Linked DNA regions of Lactuca sativa: region 2 is linked to region 1. The links are chromatin contacts, called in public Hi-C maps. All regions are on one chromosome and are shown on one strand. The core of a region is the stretch at or near the end of the contact, and the rest is flanking DNA. Distances in the headings are between cores, read along the strand shown. Region 1 holds the start of LOC128133554 (histone H2A.Z-specific chaperone CHZ1-like). Region 2 holds the start of LOC111907925 (GATA transcription factor 9).

What was found. A called contact is a pair of places that touch in the nucleus more often than the background predicts.
Region 2: a Hi-C map of leaf shows a contact between it and region 1, with 5 times the contacts expected there. The contact joins the promoter of LOC111907925 here to the promoter of LOC128133554 in region 1. A contact is called at or near these places in 2 of 4 Hi-C or Micro-C datasets (both in leaf).

What each region holds. Positions count from the first base shown.
Region 1 is chr4:180,884,534-180,891,707 of Lsat_Salinas_v11, reverse strand. LOC128133554 (histone H2A.Z-specific chaperone CHZ1-like) reads right to left here and starts at 1,517. Exons shown (of 2, transcript XM_052771039.1): 1 at 1,241-1,517. The coding sequence starts at 1,517.
Region 2 is chr4:181,057,041-181,063,970 of Lsat_Salinas_v11, reverse strand. LOC111907925 (GATA transcription factor 9) reads right to left here and starts at 3,325. Exons shown (of 2, transcript XM_023903731.3): 1 at 2,977-3,325; 2 at 1,931-2,856. The coding sequence starts at 3,261. The coding sequence ends at 2,176.

The sequences.
Region 1 (7,174 bases), core at 268-2,767:
AACAAACTGCACAAATTGTCCATATCGCACCAAACCGCATAATGTGGTTTTGGATTTATGTGACGCAGTTTGCGATTTGTACTTTTTGTAAACCGCACTATGTGGTGCAGTTTGCAGTTTATAGTTAGAAAACTGTGGTTCAAACCGCACCATATATATATATATATATATATATATATATATATATATATATATATATATTATAAATGAAATGTTAAGCCATAAATATGATATATTTGCAGTGATCCATATTTGAGACTTTTTTAACCATGATTAATTCATTCTTGTAGCATGTTTTAATAGGAAAATGACACAAATGCCCTAAAAACTTTCTAGGGTTGGTCCATTTAATCCTTAAAGTATTTTCGTTGCTTTATGAGGTAACAAAGTCATTTTTTTGGGTCGATTACGTCGTTTTGGAAAAAATGAAGGGGCCACCTGGTTACCTTTTTGCCACATAGACATTTGTTAATATCCAGTACTATTCATCTTCTCCTATTTTGCTTTCTTCATCCTTTTTTCCCCGGGAATATGACTTATTAAGGTAATTAACTTTTCAATATGTTCACATCTGGGTAACTATCTTTTTTTTGTACATATCTAGGTAACAAACCTGTTGGAAGTGTTCACATATAACCATTATGACCTGCTATAGCAGGTTAAATCTTAGATGTGAACACTTTAAACAAGTTCGTTACCTAGATATATACAAAAAAATAGTTACCAAAATATGAACAAAACGAAAAGTAAAAATTAAATTACACAAATGGTCCCTGTGGTTTGGGGGAATTTGTGTTTTTGGTCGCTAACTTATTTTTTTAACTTAGATGGTCCCTACTGTTTATTTTTGTTACACGTTTGGTCCATGTCTTACCTAAAAAGACTATTGTGCCCTTATTAATTTAGTTTTTAATTAATTTTCTTATTTATGTATTTATTTTTTACATATTTAAAAAAAAAAAAATAGACCACACATATTTGTATCTCCTCGGATGATCTCTACTGTTTATTTTTAATTAATTTATTTTTTTAACTCAGATGATCCCTACTGTTTATTTTTATTACGCGTTTGGTCTCTGTCTTACCTAAAAATACTATTTTTCCCTTATTAATTTTTTTTAATTAATTTTCTTATTTATGTATTTATTTTTTATAAAAAAAAAATTAATATACCCCACATATATGTATCTCCTCACCGTAAATCTGAAACCACATTTGAGAAGTTTTATTTGGGTCTTACCGGTCACCATCTCATCTCTCTCATCCTCCCCATCTTCTATTTCTTTTCCATCTTTAGTAACATCGACGTCTTCACCATCCTTCTTTTTTTGGTACTTCAACTCTGGCGAACCAACACCATAACCTACTGTCTCTTCATCTTTAGTGGATTGTGGTGTTGATTCGATGGAGTTGAAGGACCGAAAAAAAGAAGTGATGATGAAGACGTCGATATCACTAAAGATGGAAAATAAATAGAAGTTGAGAAGGATGAAAAATGAGATGGTGAGGAGATACATATATGAGGGGTCTACTAATTTTTCTTAAATATATAAAGCATAAGTACATAAACAAGAACATTAATTAAAAAAATTAATAAGGACATAATAGTCTTTTTAGGTAAGACAGAGACCAAGTTCGTAACAAAATTAAACAGTATGGACCATCCGAGTAAAAAATTAAATTAATTAAAAAAAATAGTAGGGATCATCCGAGGAGATACAAATATGTGTGGTCTATTAATTTTTTTAAATATGTAAAAAAATAAATACATAAATAAGAAAATTAATTCAAAAATAAATTAATAAGGGCACAATAGTCTTTTTAGGTAAGACAGGGACCAAACGCGCAACAAAAATAAACAGTAGGGAACATCCAAGTTAAAAAAATAAGTTAGGAACCAAAAACACAAATTCCCCCAAACCACAGGGACCATTCGTGTAATTTAATTTTTACTTTTCGTTTTGTTCATATTTGGGTAATTATTTTTTTTGTACACATATAGGTAACGAACTTGTTGAAAGCGTTCACATCTAGGATTTAACCTGCTATAGCAGGTCATAATGGTAAGATGTGAACACTTCCAACAAGTTTGTTACCTATATGTGTACAAAAAAAAGATAGCTACCCAGATGTAAACATACCGAAAAGTTAATTACCTTAATAAGTCATATTCCCTTTTTCCCCTCTTTACTCACCACTTTATCATCATCGACACTTTTCATACTCTCCAATTTCTTTTTCTTTTCCATCACTATACACACCATCTTTTAAATAACCCGAATTCACATTTCCCATTCAAATCCATACGAGTCTCCTCATGTTGCTGCACATGCCATCAACAATCAACATCCACCAAATCCATGGAAAAAAAATCTTCTTCCAAGTGCTTCATTTCGTCTTGCACAAATGCATCACTGAAACATCAACAATCAACATCCATCAGATCTATGGCGAAAACAACACCAAGGTCGAAAATAAGCACATTCTTTTCTCCAACGCTACTGGATTTCTTGTCTATATACGGATTTGGTTCCTGCTCTTTCTGTTAATCTTCACACTTCTAACGTCTAATCCAAATCATATGTTCTAAATGTCGAATGGTTTCTGGTTTTAAACCTAGTAATGAAAATCTGAAATCGAAATAGCTTCTTAAAAGTTTGATTTCAGTATCAATTAAGGAGTGAAACTTAACATCGGGTTTACCAATGTTGCAATATTAACTTCGATACTGAAACTAAACTTCACCTTATCATCTTCCCAGATTTTGACCATTAGAACGGAGCACAAGGATTACATTTCCCGATGTGATCAACTTTAAAGTTGCAAAATTGAACGAATTTAGATGTGCTTTCGCTCACGTTGCTTCCAATTTCTTCAAGCGTGGAATTGCTAAACTTGAACTAAGGTACTACTATCTCCAAGATTAAGTACTTCAGAGTTGCAAAAACACTCTGCTTGTTCAAGATGAAACATATAAAACGATAGAGATTATAATTTTCTATGTTTCAGGAAATGTCATGCTTAAGTGTAGAGCCATCTCAAAATCACAGATAAAACGCCCAATTCTAAAAGACTTCCAATTGCATATAAATTCGTCGATGAATTGTGAAGTGACTTGGCTTTTAAGTTTGACTATTTGGTTGACTTGGCTTTTAAAACTAGTAAAAATAGTTTTTATCTTTCCATGTGGAATCTCTACCTGTTAATTTAGGTAACAGGGACTAAAAATACAGGTTTTTCACGCTTTGTTTCCTCATAATACAACGAAAATACTTTAAAGACTAAATGGACCAACCCTATAAAGTTCGTAGGACATTTGTGTCATTTTCCCATTTTTTAATCTACCATTGCATAAATTATTTTAATCCAAATGCAAATATTGTTTAATCAATTTAGTTTTGTGTTTTATATTGTTTTTCTTCATGTTTGTCGTCATAGCACAAAAAACAAAAGGAAAGTCAAACATATACAAACCAGAGAGCAAACTCTAGGAATAAATTGCCAAACATAATTACATATATTACATATTCAAATATTATCGAATCTAAAATTAAATGATACGAATAAAAGTAATAAGGTTAACTTTCTTATCAAACCGCACATAAACCGCAAAACCGTTGGTATCAAAGTGCATCACATACTGCGATTTATGGCTTTTTTAGTTATGGGTTATTTATGTTTTTTTGTGGGTTTTTGTGTAATTTTTGACACTGGTATTGCAAACGAGAAGGATTGGGACATCAGTTTAAGTGAATATGACAATGATTCTGGAATCAATATGGATGGTAGTTCATGTCTTATGTGTTGGGATATATGTATGTGGTATCAACTATATTCTTTCTGATAATGTTTTTAAGCGATAAAAAACTGCTACTGTAGGTTTAATTTTCTTTATACTATGTAATCTTTAAAAGTTGGGCCGTGCATGGTTAGAAGAATTTCTTGAGAAGGGTGGTTGTGTGTGTGTGCATGGAGGTGTTTGCTTCCTAAGGAATTTATACAAAGATTGATTCAAGTCAAAAATGACATTCACAAATGACGTTTATGTATTGAAATGTAAGTGCATGCCTATTATAAAGAAACAATGTTAAGCATGTTTGTATTTTGAGTAGATTTTACAAAAGTATAATGTAAATGTCATATGACAACATACAAATTCTATTTCATTTGAGAGCTAAATGCATAAGATAGTTGCGTAAACTTTTAATGGAATCGGTAGTACAAGAGGTTGGGTTGTTGGTTTGTATTCTATAACCGTAATGTTTACTTTTACTTTGAATTGGTGGAAACATTTTCAAGCTAAAGTAAGGTCCCGTTTGATAGTTTATGTCTGGGAAAGTGCTGTTTGGTAAAATGTTGTCTAGGAAAGTTTTATGACTGGGAAAGAAACTATGTTGTTTGATTGTACATCTAATTTACTGTGCCGAATGATGAAAAAAAAGTAATAACTAAAAAAAAATTAAAAAAAGTTATTTAAAAAAAAATTAATAATCCAAGAAAGAAAGAAAGAGGCAGGGTTTGATGCATAATTGTCTTTCCAGCCTATTCAGCCAGAAAGATATGATTTTGAGGCTTTATGGGAAAGATATATCTTACCGGGAAAGACCTCCTTTTTTGTGCAAATCAAACAGTCTTTCCAGTCCATTCAGCCAGAAAGATCTGTTTGGACTTAGAAATATGCGTATCAAACGGGGTCTAAGTTACTTTTTCTAAAGTTTCATAATATACATTATATTATCATAAGGAAATGAAGCCTTTTGTAACTATTTATTCCAAATATTATTTAGGTTTCTTTTCTATAAATTTTATTTTTCACTTTTAAATCAAATTTAAACTCATGTAATGTATATTAATTAAGTTGGTTTATCGAGTAGCAATTTGAATTGTCAAAATGGGTAAGAACAATTTCGAATTGTCAAAATGGGTAAGAATTGATATGGATACTTTGGATCTTAAATTGTGCTTCAAACAAAACAATTTGGATTGAAAACCGTGTGATTTGAGCATTATAATTAGTTAATTGATTTCTAATTAAATGCCTATCAATTTTATTAGTTAAAAAATATAAAAGAATTTAAGAAAATGACAAGTCAAAAAAGATGATGTGTTATTTTTAGAAAGGGTGTGAAAAAAATATAATTTTGAAAAATGACAAGGGGCAGAAAATGGTATTTATTATTGTAGTAGATTTTTATATCCTTCAATTCTTCAAAATGCTATGAATCTGATTTTTTCTCAAGTAATGAAAATATTTGCATCGAAAAATGAAGTCGTTCAAGAAATAAACGATCGTTTGTTATCACTATTTTTGGAAGCTAAAAAGAATACTTAAGTTCAAATAGTCTTAGACATTCAAATTATGTTTTACGATGACTTTGATGAAAGTGTATACTCGTCTAATGTTCTAAATGGTATTAAATCTTTAGGTTTTTCAATTTATAAGTTGGTATTAAAATTCGGTGTTCCAGATATGTTATTAATAAATATTGATCAGAAATGTGGTTTGTGTAGTGGAACAAGGCTACTAGCAATGGGTGACCATGTAATAGAAGCAAAGATAATATCTAGGACTAATATAGGAACACATATAGTATTTATTACAAAAATGACTTTGATGCCTTCATATAAAAGAATTCTTTTTAAATTTCAAAGAAAATAATTTCCACCGACCATATATTTTTTGATGACAATAAACAAAAGCCATTGATATTCACTATAAAATGTGTGGTTGTTTTTTATACAACTCATGTTCACTCACGGGTAGTAGTATGTTGCGTTGTTCGGAGTTGAAAGAAGAAATGAATTAAAAATAATAATTTTAGACAATGACTATAAACTTAGCAATAAGATCTCCAATGTTGTATTCAAAAAGGTTTTTGAAATTTTGTGATTCTAGAGAATTCTTTAAAATATGGCAATAACTTTTTTTATTAGTATAGAGTTACTTGTTCATAATTTCGGTCGTATTTATTTCGAACTTTTACTTTAAAAGTTTAATGTTTACACCTTTATATTAACCTTTTATAAATCAAATCGTGTAGTACATTGGTCTTACACCTAGTGTGTGTGTGTGTGTCTATATATATATATATATATATATATATATATATATATATATATATATCCTAAATAAATAATAAACTATCATATTTGTCCTACATAAAAAATTAAAAACCTTTTGAAACATTTTTAATCAATTTTGGTTATTTAAAATCACTTTTCATTATTAATACAATTTGGATTGACCATAATCTTTGTAACATTCTTTCGAGAAATTTCTTATTTCGGGATTGTGGACAATAAATGGATCAAGTAAAGGCATTGGGCTTCAAGGAAATAGGGTTTAGAACTTATTGGATGTTGATAATATTGGTTATGTGATCTAAGCCCTTGGTTTGTGTTTTGGAGTCAAAGGGTAAAATGGGAAAGTGATGTTTAACACTTCTTGCATGAATTAATGATTGTACTTCAGTATGTTTTAAGTCAAAGTTAACTTGATAGGGTTGTGTGGCTCGTCAATTCCTTTTCGTGCATATAAAGATCACCGAAAACGAATTTGAAACGAAGAAGTTATAGCTGATTGAATCCGAAATGGTTTTGGGTGAAAAACCGTCGCCACAGAGTGAAGATCAGAGCTCCACGGTGTGGCAAGCCACGAAGTGGAGAAACGTAGCCAGGGAGTCGCAGTCTGCCAAGCCTAAGCCCATGATTTTAGGGTTTTCAACGTATTTAAGCATAAGGTTCTGCATTTTTTGGGCATTTTAATAGCCTTCATCATATCTAGAACCCCTGGGGGAAATCGTAGCCTCCATCTTCAAGATTTGACCTCCTCTCCTCTCATCTCTCCTCTTTTGGATGCTTTTTTTGATATTTTGATGGAGCTTAAAGATCAAGAAGGTTCTCTTGATTTCAAGGAATGATACTTCAAGTCTGGATCCATCAAAGGCACTACATTTCTAGACAATTGTGAGTATAATGTTCCAATCTAGATCTTCCATTCTTTAGATCTCTTCATTTGTGGTTTTTGGCACTTTTGGTCCATTTTATGAGTGATCTTGGAGTTGATTGGACTCCAACATCTTTTGATTAGTTTGGAATGCTTCTTGGACCTCATGGACTAGGAAAGTAGTGATATTTTGACTTCCCTTTTAGTCATTCAAGTTATCTTGATCCC
Region 2 (6,930 bases), core at 2,076-4,575, 170 kb before region 1:
CCCTTTTTATATTCATAACTAGGTGTGAGACCCATGTATTACATGAGTTTACTAAAAAAAATTAAATATAAAATTTTAACAATTTGAAAATTTTGGATTTATAAGAAAAATGAGAAATTTTTTGATTTATTAAAATTAATGAGGCTTTAATGTATTGAATATATTACACATATAAACATTTTCTAATAAATACCTTACATATATATTACCTTACATATTAAATGTAGAATTTTAATTTGATAAAATGAAAAATACAATAAAATGACAAGTGAAAAATAGAAAATTTAAAAATTTTAGAAAATGTCATGTGTCTAAATGAAGGAGAAAAGGACGTGTAGCAAAAAACTTTCATTTATTATAGTAGATACAATTTAATTTGCGGAATTAATTTTTGTATTTTATAGAATTGTAAAAAATTTGGACCTAAATTTAATGGATTGCACATGAAGCTTATGTGATTCGACCGAATCAATTCTATTTTAAAATGTTAATACCAATTTGATGGTTGATAAATTCTGGTTAGTAGTGTCTACTTAGAAGTGAAAGTAAATTACCAAAATAGCCTTAGAAATTAGAATAAATAATGGCATTCAAATGTGAGAAAACTTGGCATTGTTTGTTGTATTAGAAAAATAATGCAATAGTAGTAGGAACATGGTAGACAAATAGCAATGTTTGAATAGATCTCGTGTTCTTTTTATTTCTCTTTCACGTACCTCAATTATTGTACCATGTGCTTCTTCACATGCACGTATGCCCCCCTCACTCTCTTGTCATGTATTATATTGTACATACATTGTACTTTCAAGTACCTTTTTCTTTTTCTTTTTCTAAATTTATCGACCATTTTTTCTCCATCTTTCGAAAGTGTAAAATGTAACATAGCTTTATAATTTGCGTGTTTTATTACCATTTTTCCTAATTATCATGTCCTTGTTTGGGTTAACATTGTCATTTCAAAAAGCTAAAAGAATCAAAACATTTGGAAAATTAAAAAATAATAAAGTAAAATACAAAAGTTTACTTGAGCCTAAAGAGTTCTTCACTAATTAATGAGGCTTCTTTCATTTGATTTAGGACAACTGTTTGGTAATGGTAGGAAAGAAACGTTCTAAAGAACGCAAAACTATATAGTTAAATCAAAAAATCTTTAAAACAAATATCATTAGAGGTAAAATTGGTAAACTTATAAATAAAAATATCAAAGTTTGAAAAAAAAAATATCAACATAAAGTCATTGATCCCAATAGTCATGTGCAAGTTATCCCTATAATTGTTAAACTTGTTATGAGTTTTATAGGACGACAACGATTATATAAAAGAAGTTAATTCGGACAATTTATTGCCATATATATACAACAAGGTTATGATTTTTTTACATATTGTACAACCCATCTAAAACATAAATTATTGTTTATAACAAAAATTACTTTGTACAAATTAGCTCTCTTATGTAAATATATTGAAAAACATATAAAATCTTCAATTTCATCAAACAACTTGAACAAAAAACTTAAAAGAAAAAGAGGATGAAACCTACAAGTCAAGTAAAACTTGATTTTCATCATTACATATTTGCTTAAAATCAAAGTCTTGATTTTTAAATGAAACAAAGGTCTCAAGTCTCAACCATAATGATCAAGAGACAAATCATAAGAACATTTTTGGTTGGGTTAAAGGGTAATAATGTAATTTCATAAATCGAAGCCAAAATTTAAAAAAAAAAAAAAAATCTTGGAAAATGAAATATGATAAGTTGATAACAGATAAGACTTTGATATAAAAGTTTGAGCGGTTGCATGTGGCATTGAGTGCACAACGATGGACCATGCCGCTTACGTTACTATTCCACCATTCGCATTTTTACTGTGTTAAACCCCACACAACACACAACACACTAAAATTATAAAATCTATAAAAACAATTCATATTCATATTTAAAATCAACGAAACTTTCATTCAATTGATAAAATCAACGATTAGTAAATCTGATTACAAAATTCTACAATGAATTCATCATGTTATCTGTTTTCTCTTTGATTGAGATCATATTCTTCTTGGAAGAGACTAATCTTAACGCTAAAATCACTACTAATACGTAAAATTGGTTCATGATTATGATTAAGATGATGATGATGATGATGGTGATGATGAGGATGATGATGATGGTGTTGATTAGATCATATGCATGAAACTTGGCCCGATTTGGCGATGAATCAAGTAATCATCGCCGGCGTTACACCCATCAAAATTTGAGATATGGTTCACCAATTGTTGCTGTGAATTTTGAAGTTCCACTTGTCGTCGGAGCTCCATTACTTTCCGGTGAGAGTTTGAGTGTTTCGCCGGAACAAACGAGGGGCTAGCGGCGGGGCGATACTCCGGGACTAACCGACCGGATTTGTAACGGACTCCACATGCGTTGCATAACGTTTTAGGACCCATTGGACCCCTCCGCCACTGCGGTGTTGTGTCGGAACCGCAATGCAGGCATCTTCGGAGAGAGTTATCGGAACGGTGGGTGGTTTCCGGCTTGTTAATGTCGGTCGTTGACGATTTGAGGAGAAGGAGGCGTGAGGACCAATCGCAGGGAGCGGCGCGTGATCGTTTGCTACGAACTTTACCGGGGACCAAAACGTTGGTTTGAAATATCGGTGAGTTAATTCTGTTAGGACCTGTGGTTTTGTGTTGGTATTCGCGAGTCGTCTCGGAAGATGAGGTGTCGGTGGCGGTAGCGGTGGCGGTGGCGGGTGCTTTGTTTGCGGCGGAGATTAATTGCAGATTATGTAAGTCGTCGCTCGAGAATGATTCCTCTGTGAAACTCGATAACCATTCCAGCTCTGCTAAATCATCATACTGCATAATTCAAATTCAACACATGAATTCATTAGAGTTTGTTCGAGTTTTCATAATAACACGAAATCGAAACAGAAACGGAAATTGAGCTTGAGATTATGGAGGTGGAATTGAACTTACCGGTAAACAAAGTTCACCACCGGAGAATTGAGAGTCGGAGAGGCTATAGGAGCTGATATTTCCGGATAACTGAGGTTCGCTGCCGGAGATAGAGGAATTTGAGCTGGAGAAATCAGCTGAATTAGAATTAAAACTCTCGTAATAAGCCTCGTTCATGACGACATCTTCGTCGTTAGGAAAATCAAGGAGCAAGTCATCAATGGTGAACTGATTGCCTCCGGTGATGAAGTCGGCCGGCTTCTGTTGTTCAAAGAAGCATTCTCCGGCGCCGAAGTAACTTCCCATGAGTGCGACCGGAGCTTCAGTTGTGATAATTGGGAGAGAGAGACGGAGAAAGGTGAAATGGGTGTGTTGGTGGTGGGCGGTATTTGAGGAGTGAAGGGGGAGGGGGCTAAGTGTAAAATTTTTATTATGTAATTAAATAAAAGCATCTTTAGGTGCTTAAAAAATTAAAAATAGAATCTAATGGCTCAAGTCACACTTGCTACTCAAAGTTGTTTCCCATTCTTAAATTTCTTCTTCAAATGTGCTTTTCCTTTTTTCTTTTCCTTTTTTCCTTTTTCTCTTTTTCTTTTAATTTAGGTTTACCAAATATAAGACAGATTAGGATGAAAAACAATTTGATTTATTCATAAAAATATCATGGTAGTATAATTTTATGAGAATATTTTTCTGAACTTTAATCTTTTTGTAGCGATATAAAAAATCGATAATTTTTAACGATATTAGATAATTCTTTGTGTATATAATTTAAGATAATTTAAGATGATCTTCTAGTCTTCACCTAATGGGGTTTGATAACATTCGTGATATGCATTCTTATTATGAATATTTATAATTTTATTGTTTTCAACGTATCATTCAACCATCAGGCATATAATCATAAATTTACGTTGCTATATAAGAGGATTATATTACAGTCCATATACGGATTAGAGCTTTATATACTCCGAGTACCTAAGAATATTTACAATCTTATTTTTGGCTAATTATCTTAATTGTTATTTAGGGTTAATTAGTGTAATTAATAGGCAGATTCTAGTTCCGACAGTTTGGGTGTGAGTTTTATCAGTCATCTGTGCAATGTGAGTCTCCTCACTATTCTTATCTATGTGGTAGAATATATATATATATATATATATATATATATATATATATATATATATATATATGTATGTATGTGTGTGGGTGGGTGTGTGTGTGATATGTGTTGTTGTGTGTGTGAAGAGACTTCAGATAGTTTCCATGGTTGCTGATAACTCATAGTGCATGTTGTTTGCCCACTGAGACTTTGGGTAGTCTTCAGGGTTGTTGATAACCCCTAGATGTTTATTTTATGTTGTGTTGTATGTAGTTTTTTTGGGAACTCACCAAACTTTGTACTTACAGTTGTTGATTACATGTGTTTCAGGTACTTCTGATGATCGCGCGAAATCGAATGCTTGATTGTACACATTCACCTATAGTTTCTGATTTCATATATTTTTGGGACACTCTGATATTTTTTATGATGATTTGTATTTGACACTTGTGATTTCTTGAGTTGGTTTTTATAAACTATGTTTTATGGAAATTTAAAATGAAAAATTTGGTTTGAAAATCTAGATGTTACACATTGCATTCTGTATTTATGTTAATGTTATTATATTGTGAGATTTGTATTCTTTCAAATGATTAAAATATGGTGATGTCATCCCCAATATGAGAACTTATTAGAGTTTAAAAGTTCAGGAGACTTGACCTTGGGAATCAGATAAGTAGCTTATCCTTTCTCCTTATATAGTTTAAATATGGGATTAGATCATTAGGCATACTTTGCATATTGTATAATTTTGATGTGTATTTAGACTAGATAGAGTTGTGAATGTTAGATTTTAGAAGGATAAGTTAGAACTTTGAGAAGATTAACTGATGTAATGACACGTATTCTTATGTGATGTTCTAAGTTTTCTAGAAGCCTCTTGATAGTAGATAAGGAAATGATTCGAGTAGGGATTAAATCTGTTATATAATTATTCAAATCTGGATTCATCTACAAGTTACTTGAATTATAAATAGGACCCTTGGAGCAACAAATTTTGTGGCTAACCTTTTCCAAGAGTGAAATCCAAAAATTTGCTCTCCCTCAGTGCTCTCTCCTCTCAATCTTAGGTTTTCTTGAATTGTGGGTGTGAAACATTAGAGGCTGGCACATTATTGGAGATAGGTTTTCCAAGGAGACAAGAAGATTTTGATTAGCTTGTTTAAATATACAAAAGGTATGTATTCTTAACCATGAATTTCGATTAATAGGGTTTAGTTTTTGTTTTTCATAAGTATGTTACTATTAGAGGTTAAAAAGACATAGATCCATTTTAGGTTACATGTACCCTTAAGTGTTAAGAGAATTTCTGCATGTACATTTGATTTGTAACCTAAAATCCCTAATAGAAACAACATTATCATAACTAAAACCAAAAAGAAGGTGACAATAGATGTCGATGGGATCATCTTGGATTCAAGTGAATACATGCTTAATCGTAAGGCTAGGTTTATTTATTCTGTACATCTATTGTGTGGTCATAAGGACAATTTTGAACCAGTGGATGAATATAATTAATGGTCATGATCTGAGTGATTAGGATAACATGTACCATATAATCACACAAATTTCACCATAAAGGTATTTTGGTCAATTAAACCATTTTAAAAAAAGAAAATTTTAAGGGATAATTAAATATTTTAATTTTAAAAATATGAATTTTTAAATTAATTCAATTTTAATTCGTAATTTTTTATAATAACCGATTTTATTTTGTCAGAATGATAGAATGCTAACAATAAACCAATAAATCTATTTCCGATTTTATTCTTACATAATACAATTCCATTTAAGATATTTAACATGATTTAAAGAATTCTACAACATATATTATCAAGAATAACATTTTCTAAACAATACAAATTTTATTATTTAAGAATCACTAATTACATAAACTTTTAAATAATAAGATTGTAAAGAAGAATTACATCTGAAAAAAATATGACTAATAATGATTAAAAATTACATTTATTCTTAAAGATTAAAACTAAGAATAGTTAAAAAAAACATCAAAATCTAACAAAAGTATTAGTCCATTCTAAAAGAATATTATCTCTAATAATCGTTTTATATATTCCGACAGAATACATGTTGCTAGAATACACTAATGTTCTCCATGTTCCAAACAACTTTGTTTATTCCGAGTGAGTTGATCCTGAAACAAAATATAAACCGAATCAAAACTCGGAAATGATAAAGTAGCAACAATATTTAAACCCAAGATGAAGACTATAACAACATAATTAAAAGTAAAGGCCTAACCTTAATATCCTTTAACCAAAATCAGAATGCAAATCTTACGAGATTCCATTTATATGGTGTGTATTGTAATTTACTGCTTCGGTTGACTTGGAATTCGAGATTTTATTATGACATAATTGGAATATGAGATTCCATTCAGACAAAATGTTGTAAGGTGCATATATAACATGTTTTGCTTTGATATGTCTCTGTTTCATTGAAACACACATAACTGGAACTTCTTCAGCCATATCCACTTGATGAAAATAATTCAAATAAAGTTTCGGTCACATGGTAAGCGTTTCCCAATAAGGCTCCGATAATCAAAACTACCGATGTGCAAAAATATACCTATCTAGCTTTAAATTTATAAACTTAACTACTTATTTAGTAATGTACCTATAGGCAGTGTACCTAGTAAGTATATAGTATAGTAAAGTAAGTTGGGTATCGAACATATAGAACGAATTTAGCTAATAATTTAACTACTAAAGCCTAATATTTAGCTAATCATGGCAGAAAATAAGCACACAAAATCATAGGTATTCATTCAACATGATTAAATCAATGCAAACCGAATGTGGTGTTTAGTCTTCAAATCTTCAATTTCAAATGATTTCTCCTTAAAATAG